Linked DNA regions of Sus scrofa: region 2 is linked to region 1. A link is a contact called in public Hi-C data. All regions are on one chromosome and are shown on one strand. Each heading gives the region's core, a stretch centred on a gene start, on an enhancer-like site or on the middle of the called end of the contact. The rest is flanking DNA. Distances are from core to core; before and after follow the strand shown.

Region 1 (4,681 bases), core at 729-3,228:
CCCCCAGAAAGCCCACCCTGGGCCTCCCACACCTTCTTCCAGGATGTTGAAGAAAATCTTTCGGTCAGTGCCCAGAGCCGTGAAGGTAACAGACTCCCAAGGAGTCCCCGTCTGCAGGTCTATCATCTGCATCTCTCGGCTCCGTTCCACCCGGATCCATTTCCCCTGGTACCTGAATGAGAATGGTCAAAAAGAGGCGAGGGAACAGGTCAAACCCACCTCCTCTCCTTCTCCTTTTCCACGCTCAGAGCCCTCCCTGGCTCCCAGCCTTACCAGATAAAGTGGTTTCCAGGGCTAGGGACAAATTCAAACTTAGTGGAGATGCGACCACTCTCGTGCTGAAGGTATGAAGTCTCGACACTGAGGTGCTGAGTGCGGGCACTGTGGCGGGTGAGCCAGCTAAGCAACCAGGCGTAGCTCCTGTCTCGAGCAGGGACTTCCAGTGTGATCATATAATGGCGCCGGAATGCCACCAGGCCCAGCTGGGCGCCCTTCCGGGCCAAGGCCAGGGCTGTGCCCACACCCACCAGCCCAAATCCAGCCCCAAAGTAGGGGTTGTCCTTCAGGGCCAGAACAAAGTCTGAGAAGGGCATCTTGAAAGGAAAACACTGAACCTTACAAGCCCTGAGGCATTTTCAAGACCTGGGGGTGGGGAACAGCAGAGATGGGATGAAGCACAAGATTAGTTTAGCAACTGGACTCTGAAATTCCTCCCCAACCCACCTCACCCCCTGCAGAAGCTGGGAGCAGGAAGGACAGGTCAGCATTACTCTGTGCTTCGATATGCTCCCTTTGCGGGATGGGATTCCAGGCCATGCATCCCATTTTGCCGCTCATTATCCTGTTCGTACCTGTTTCCCACCAGATGTCTCGGTCTGGAGATTCCTTAAACCTGAGAGAACAATATAACTGGCTTCACATCAGGGTAATGGATGGACAGAAATTTGTGGTCCCTGTGACCAGCTAATATAGAAAGGGTCCCGCTAGCCAGAGTTAGTGGGGGACAAAGAAGCTACTCTCTTCGGTCAACCTGTCAGTAACCACCTGCCTTGTTATCATGAGTCATGTCCTTCAAATGCCCTCTCTTTTACATGCTCAACTCCTAATGTCCTGTTTGGCCCCTCATTACCTCCCACCTAAACTGTCTCTTTAAAATTAACTTTAGTTCTTGAAATGGCATCTTAAAGGTCTCCACGTTCTGCTTCACCAAGCTGCAATACAAGGGCCCAGATCTTTCTTCAGAAGGATCTGCTTCAATCCCATTACTTTCCCTACTCCTCCGATAGCTGGCTCTCAACAGGGCCCTGAATTAGGTAAAAACTCCTCTGCCTCCACAACAGGGCACCATCCACCTTTACGGCTTAGCTCCTAATACTCCGTTTAACAAATATGCAAACAATGCCATTCCTCCTTGCCCAAGCAGTTCTCCTGACTCAAAAAGGTTCATTCTAATTTCTTCCTTCCCTCATCTCCAGGTGAAGTCCTACCCATCTGCTACTTCCTCCATGGAGATTTTCCTGAATTCTCCCCAATAAAATGTACCCAGGTCTGATTCTAGACTGTCAGATCCCGAAGGGTAGGAGGTCAAATCGTTTCTAGCACACCTCCCTCGACCCCTGCCACTTGGCTCTGCGCCTGACACGCAGGGCGGTGAATAGACAGCAGTGACCTCGGGTGAGGCTCAGAATAGGATCCAGAATTCCCCCAATTCCTATGCACGGAAGGCCACAAAGCCGTCCTGCCCCCGGTCCTTGTGGACGCCCAGAAGTCCCCTCCGGAACCCCACTACACCCCAGCTCGCGCCGCCAGCAGCGTGGTTTGGAGTAATAGGTCACTCCGCCCCCTTACCGCCATGACTCTCTGGCCCTCCCTCTCGATGGTTTCACCTCCGCGCTCTTGGGGGAAGCGCCTCCAGGCCCCGCCCCCTGAGTTATTTCCCCTACTTCCCGCCACACCCACCAAGAGGGCCAGGCCACTCTGCCCACAACTCTCGATGGTACTCCTGGGGCTTCGCGGCCGAGCGTTGGAGAGCTGAAGGGGGGAAGGATAGAGAGAATCATAGAGTACTCCGCCAGCCGCACAGGAGAAGAGAGAGCGGCCTCCAGTGCCCCAGGTCCTAGAGGCGGCTGGGCCGGAGGCGGTCGCACAAAAGGAGTCCCGGGAGGCCAGCTGCCGGTCAACCATAGAGATGCGGCTCCCGCCCGCCCGGGGCCGGGAGGTAAGCGAGCGAGGGCGGGGCGGGAACTAATCGGGAGAGCAGGCGGAGCGGGCCAGAGGCAAAAGTTTCTCGAGCCCCAGGATGAAGGTGGGCCTGGGCAGTGGGAACGCTCCGGAGAAGTGCTGAAGGGAGCGCGCCGACGAGCGGGACCCCGGGGCATCCCATCAGCCGCCCCAGTGCCTCCGTCGCGTCACTGCTGTGGACCCCGCCTGGTTACTCGCTGCCTCTCCTCAGGACCATAATCTTGATGATGCTCCATCCTAAGCCTTGCAGGTTACAAAACGGCTTTCCCGTTTGCCAGCTCTTGTGACTCCCGCTCCCGCCCAATGATGTGGACGCTGTCATCGCCTCCACTTTACAGATAGGAAAGCTGAGGCCCAGAGAAGCGAAGTGATTGCATCTCCCAAAGACCACGCGGTGAGTCAGAGCCCACAGGCAAGTGGAAACCCGGGTTCCTTGGTCCCCAGGCCGGGTCTCATCCTTTCCTCGGGCCTTCTCTCTGCTCTGATTTGTCATTTCTTTAACTCAGCGCCTCTGCCCCAAAGAAGGTCATTTCTTCTCTTGTGCCCGTCGGTGTCCCACTTCACTCCGCCTTCCAGCGGCAGAAGGGTCTCAGTCGAGACTACCTCCTCCTTGGCTCCCCCTCTAAGGCAAATACACCACCCATGCTGGAAGATTCCTGATATTCAGTAAGTGGAGGTTGTGGTTTCCAGAGAATCCCTTGAGGGCAGAAGTGCACTGCCCCACCAGCTTCTGAATTTGGGTGATCGGGCTTTGAGTTGCAGAATTCTCACCTGTAACCTGGTTTCCTAGCCCTAGGCCCTTGCTCGACCTCCATGACTCAGTTTCATAAAGTGATTACCATCTTATTGTTCTTATTGTCAGTCTTACTGATTACTCATTACTCCGCTTCAACTGATTTTACCCATGTGTAAGAGGACATGCAATTTAGTTGACATTCATTTCTCAGATGGGTCCCAGTGTTCAACATGAGGCCGTAGTCAATGAGCTAGAAATTTCTGCAGGTGTGCTACTTTATACGTAAGGAATCACTGGCTTGGTACTTGGTAGATACCTAGCTTTACTTTGATGCATCCCTGTGTTTACAGTTCATCCATCACTTAGAATCCCCTTATTTGTCTGGATTGCATTAGACTGTTGGTAGCTGAGTTCAGTGAAGTGGTAGTGTCGATTATCTCCACTTAGAAAGCTCCTGGTCTAAGGAGGGAGACTGATAGGTAAACAGCAGTGCGGTGTTTCTGACAGGGCCACATCCAAGATGCCATTACAGCTCCCAGAGAGAGAAGCTTGGGTGAACGATGTTAGGAAGCCGTCGTTGTGGAAGTGACATTTGTTCAGATTCTTAAAGGATAGTTAGGAGTTGGTTATCCAGACAAGCCGTAGAGATGGCAAAGGGGAAAAGGCCCATCAAGCCGGGGGCCAGGGGGTGGCTGGGGAGAGGAATGTGTGAGGATGTGGAAACAAAAGAGAATGTGATGAGTCTGGGAAATGGCAGCTCATTGGTGTGACTGGCTCAGAGATCTGTTGGGGGGAGAGATCGAAGATGAGTCTGATCAGCAGGGACCAGATCCTGAAGGAAGGGCCTTGAGCTAAGGACTAGTGAGCTCATAAGGTACTAAGGGGGAAGGGACCTCTAAGATCCCTTGGCCCCACCCAGTCTTACTGCAGATAAGAAAACCAATATCTGGATTGCTTAATGATTTGACTGAGGTCACTCACCTCCAGAGGTATAACCAAGAGATATCCATTGGCCACAACTTCCTGTCTCTTTCCTGTATTGACCCCATTACCACTTTTACGCTTTTTGTTCCAAACCTTGTCGCAAGAGGAAAACTTCTGTGTTAACTAGATATGGCATGCTGCCATTCTAGGAAATGCGTACTTGGGCAGGCACTGGGCTGTGTACCCACACCAACTGGGGGAAAAGTGAGAGATCTCATTAGATTTTATTTTTCTTCTGGTTGATTTATCAGCACTTAAGAGGCCACAGCACCCAAGTTGGTGGTGATGACAGACCCCGTGTTGGACACACAGCCAGCTAACGGCACGGGGGAGATGGATGGACTGTGCCCTGAGCTATTGCTGATCCCCCCACCTCTCTCGAACCGTGGAATCCTGGAGCCTGTCCAGAGCCCCTGTCCTTCTGAGAACCCTCCACCTTTGCCTGGCGATCCTGGCTGCCTGCTGGTAGAGGCCACAGCAACTGGAGAGGACACAGGGAACATGGAGATCATTGTGGAAGCAGTAGCTGGAAACCTGTCCCCAGGTGCTCCAGGAGAGACCCCAGGTACAAACCTTTTTGCTAGCGGGCCAGTGGGACCAGCAGCCCTGAGTTTTTGTCTGTGCTATTTTTGATCCTTATGTATAAATATGCTGAAGACACAAAGTAGCCTCCTATTTTTATCCTTAGAGATGTTGTAATTTGGCTTGCAGTGGGTGAAT
Region 2 (4,708 bases), core at 1,200-3,699, 410 kb after region 1:
AAATTCACATTCCTTCTAGAGGCAGGCTTCTGCTAAAAGGTACATGTGCAATCCCAGGAAAGCCCTGCCTTCGAGGCTGAATATCATGGTCTCTTTCGAAAGATTTTCAAAGTGCTTTCCAGCAGAACATGCTTTGAGCCCACTTATTTAAAATCACATCTCAAAGGGAAGATGGGCCAGAGTAAAAGCCAAAACCTTGCTGCCCTGTTCCACTATTTGACATTGCCACAACATATACTTTGTTAAAAAAAAAAAAGGCCCAGAAATTCTAACTTATCCCTTCCGGACTTGAGTGACTACTTTATTCCTGCTGAAATGATTAGTAAATCTTTTTAAGCGAACTATTCTAAAAGGGAAAAGAGTTGAAGCTCTATAAGGGGCTACATTTCAGAATCACGAGATATTAAAACACAAGTAGATGTGAATATACTCTTACACTACAAGGCATGCTTCTACTTGAAAATGCACAGGGATATATCTTGTAGATCAGCTTATAACCATCCAGGTCTCATTTTTTGCTAGTTTAAACTTGCGAATTAATTCACTTAAGATCATCTGTGAAAATGCAGAAGTTAATTTAACTTCCTCCTATGTGCTACACTGCTCAAAAAAGTACCCAGCAATCACCCAAAATAAGCCACTAAGCTGATTCGCTCAAACATTTAAAATGCAAAGGAACTGGTAAGCAAAGCTGAAGACAAGAAGCAAGCTAACCTAAAATATAAGTAACTGCAGCCCCTGACAGGAAACAGTAGCTACTGCTCACTGCCTATGTTACTTCAAGGAAAGTTGTTCTTTGTTTTATAGATAAAATCTATGGCTTTATAAAAGAGATTAGAAGACACAATATATTCAATTTAAGCAGTTGGTTAAAAGCATTTTTTTTTTCAAAATGCCTCCAAGCCACAAGTTCGTTTTGTCCACTTAGAATTTCCCCTTCACCAATACTCTCCCATCTGTGACTCTTCAAGCACTTACTCTCCTATTCCTAGTTCCCAGTTCGCCAGAAACAGTTTGCACTTACTTCCTCCACTGTGTAACCAAGATGTGAAGCCCCATCCTCAAGGGATGGGGAAATGAGGCAAAGAGACTGGCCGCAGGCCATCCAAAATTAGGAGCTAAAACCAATTCCTTGGTTCATGTTTTAAATATTGTATCAGACAAGCGAACAACTTGGGGGGAGGTCGTCTTTCTACTGGTTCTGCGTTTGACAGAGACGGCTGCCTTAGAAACATCTCCTAAAGCCCATTTTTAAAAGGGCCAATGGTTAAAAACAGGTTTATCTAAGAACGTTACAGGCTCTGAAGGCATTTCAGTGTGTTATCTGGGCCAGAATTACTACAGAAGAAATCACAGGCCAGGGGTATGATACAAGAACTTAAAAAGATAAACAACCAGATAGAGGATACTGGGTGGAGAAAGGAGAATAGAACCTCAGAGGAGTGATAAGGAAGGGGTGTGGATGGGGGGGGTATTAACTTTGCTTGCGAAATGTGACAAAATAGGCAGTGTCTGTTACAGAAGGGTTCGGTGAAGGAAAACTAGAGAGATCGGGTTTTCCGGCTGCAAGACTGGGCCTGCCTTCAGCTTTCCCTCTGGCTCCTTTAGACGAGGAGGTGGGGGTGGGGAGCGAGAAGGCTGGTGGTGATCTGCGCCTCTTCTGGGTACATCTTCTTCACTCTTCCAGTCCTGGGAATCCCTGAAAACTCCTTCCAACCCAATCCCCAATGGGCTCTCTCCGGGTTCTGAACAATGACGGGAGAATACGGTGGGAAGCGGTCCCCTGCTCGCTCCAGAGGGCAATGGGATCCTCCAGCGAGAGTTCCGGTCCAAGCTACCCTCACGTCCCACAGGTCTCTTTGGCACGCGCACTCCTGTCCACTCACTGCTTCCGCATCCTTCCTCTGAGCCTCTCCCCACGCATCTCTGCCCCTCACCCCGCCGCGCCCAACCACCTCCCATGTCTACCCCGCCGGGGCAGTCCCTGCACCCGGCCAGGTCTCCCACCTCCCTACTCCACGTATGACGGTCTGAACGATTGGCAGGGGTCAACTTTGCCTCCCCCGCCACCCACCGGCCCTAGGCGCGCGCTCACCCGGCGGCCGCGTTCTCGAACTTGAGCGCGAGCGTCTCCTCGATGATGCGGTTGTTCACCTCCAGCAGGATCATGGCGGCGGCTGCCCCGGACAGGGGAAGGAGAAACAAGGGCGGGTGAGGGTGGGTAAGGGAGGAAAGGACGGAGGGAGCGGCCCTGCTGCCCCCTGAGGAGGGGGGCTGGGTGGGGAAGGTTAGGGGAGAAGGGGAAAGGGACCAGGGTGGGGGAAAGGGGAAGACGCGCGTGCTAGCCCGCGCACGCACTGACTGTGGAGACACCCACCCACCCGACCGACCTGGCCCCCGAAGCCTGAACCCGCCTGCCGAGCCGCCGCCGCCGCCGCCGCCGCCGCCGCTGCCGCCTCACCGACAAGCTCGGTCCCCGCCCAGCCCCCGGCTCCAGCCGGCCACTTCCGCTCTCACACCCACTTCCGCTCGCCGCCCGGACGCGCGGCCCCGAGGCCCCGCGGCGCCATTTCCGCTCCGACCCCTCGTGCGCGCGCACGCAGGCGCACCAGGTGAAGGGGCGGAGGCCGCGCGTGCGCACGCGCGATGCCGCGACTCTCCACTTTCCCACAGCCCCGCCCTCGGCCCGCTGTTGAAAGTGTGTCTCCCGGCTAGCTGTCATTCCTCGAGGCCTGCCTCGCGGTCCAGCGCTTGCATCCTGCACTCCCGAAGAGTTTACTTCTACGCACGAGGTCCTGTTATTTCTGACAAGAAGCTCACTGTTTTCATTTCCTAGTCGGCGTCTTTACTCTCACTTTGTGGTCGGTGTGATCCTTCCTCATGCCACACTAATGGCTGTCCAGTGGCACCATCGTGCCTTAATTTGCTCAGCAAATGTTAAGTGGGCTCCTGTTCTGTGCTGGGGATACAGTGACGCCTGAAACAGATGAGGTTCCGCCCTCGTGGAGCTTATAGTCTGGCAAAGGAAACAGACAACAAACTTTCAGATATGTAACTACAAATCGGTTAAAAGAGCAAAGAAGGAAAGGAATGAGACGTCACCAAAGTGAATAAGCCTCCCTGGGTTCCTCTCTTGTCTCCCTTTCTGTGCCTGGAGATGCCTCTAGGTGCCCCAAACGTGATTTTTTTCTGCCTTACCTCCCAGCACCTCTGCCAGAGACATAATTTTTTACTCATCTGTGTGAGGAAAATGAACTCATTTTTGTGTTGCGTCTGCCTGTGTGCCTGGTTTTGTACTTTTCCTTCTCCAGGGAGAATCTAACAAATTTAGCTGAGCTCTTTTTAGGAGTATTGATTTATTTTCTGCTAAGTGTTCTTAAGAAAGTATCAGGGAGGCAAAAATTGACAAAAACTAGCTCTTGTCATCAGGCCCAGACAGCTCTTCAAAATGAATTTATTTACTGGACATGGATAAACTTCAAGACATTGCAAATACCCCCAAATTATTTGCTAACTCTCTTTTTTTCTGTTTAGGGGTGCTCCTGCTTTCTTTTCCAATTCAGAAGACTCAAGTCATATTTTCCATCCACTTAGTAGAGACCTTCTATAGAGCTTCCTTTCTGCTTTCCTTCATTCCTCTTTTTCTTCTTCTTTTTTCTTTCTTTCTTTCTTTTTTTTCTTGATTTTTAGGGCCACACCTGCTGCTTATGGAGGTTCCCAGGCTAGGGGTCCAATCGGAGCTACAGCCGCCCTCCTACGCCATGGGCATAGCAACTCAGGATTCAAGAGCAGTGTCTGTGACCTAGACCACAGCTCATGGCAACATCAGATCTTAACCCACTGAGTGGGGCCAGGGATTGAACCTGCATCCTCATGGATCCTAGTCAGGTTCGTTAACCGCTGAGCCACGAAGGGAACTCCCTCTATTTTTTTAATGGCCACACCTGTGGCAAATTGGAGTTGCAGCTGCCTGCCTGTGCTACAGCCACAACAATGCCAGATCTGAGCCTCATAGGCGACCTATGCTGCACTTGTGGCAACACTGGATCCTTAACCCACTGAGTAAGGCCAGGGATTGAACTCATAGCCTCATGGATGCTAGTTGGGTTCTTAATCTGCTGATCTGCAATGGAAACGCCTATGCTAACGTTTTAACATTGTTTATTGAACGAAATAATGCAGATACATTACTAAAAGTATATGCAGACTACATATACTATAAAGACTTGTAATGGAAGAAGGAGTTCCCTGGCCTACTCTTTAGCGGCAATAGCCTCAACTCTTTTATATGTTCATCCAGATTAGATCCACATATCTAAATAAATGCTTACGCTACTAATTCTTGATTTGTTAATTTTAAAGATTATTTGTTGGCTTCCTATCATGATAGATAAGAACATGACTATCACTTCTGTTCTCCACCTCCACTGTTATGTAACAATTTTTAGTTAAACCAATAATCAGGGAGTTCTGTCGTGGCGCAGTGGTTAATGAACCTGACTAGGAACCATGAGGTTGCAGGTTCAATCCCTGCTCTTTCTCAGTGGGTTAAGGATCCGGCGTTGCTGTGAGCTGTGGTGTAGGCTGCAGATGCGGCTCAGATCCCACGTTGCTGTGGCTCTGGCGTAGGCTGGCGGCTACAGCTACTATTGGACCCTCAGCCTGGGAACCTCCATATGCCGCAGGAGCGGCCCTAGAAAAGGCAAAA

Evidence for each region. A called contact is a pair of places that touch in the nucleus more often than the background predicts.
Region 2: a contact with region 1 is called in a Hi-C map of mesenteric adipose tissue, with 1.8 times the contacts expected there. The contact joins the promoter of ARPC2 here to the promoter of ZNF142 in region 1. A contact is called at or near these places in 1 of 47 Hi-C or Micro-C datasets (mesenteric adipose tissue) and 1 of 2 datasets of contacts at active chromatin or transcription factors (alveolar macrophages).

The regions. Positions count from the first base shown.
Region 1 is chr15:120,705,040-120,709,720 of Sscrofa11.1, reverse strand. It overlaps ZNF142 (zinc finger protein 142), which reads left to right and starts at 1,978. Exons shown (of 10, transcript XM_021076481.1): 1 at 1,978-2,218; 2 at 2,484-2,635; 3 at 4,213-4,526. It overlaps BCS1L (BCS1-like (S. cerevisiae)), which reads right to left and starts at 1,896. Exons shown (of 9, transcript NM_001243676.1): 1 at 1,849-1,896; 2 at 852-892; 3 at 274-642; 4 at 33-172. The coding sequence starts at 593.
Region 2 is chr15:120,294,863-120,299,570 of Sscrofa11.1, reverse strand. It overlaps ARPC2 (actin related protein 2/3 complex subunit 2), which reads right to left and starts at 2,449. Exons shown (of 11, transcript NM_001190239.1): 1 at 2,391-2,449; 2 at 2,096-2,177. The coding sequence starts at 2,169.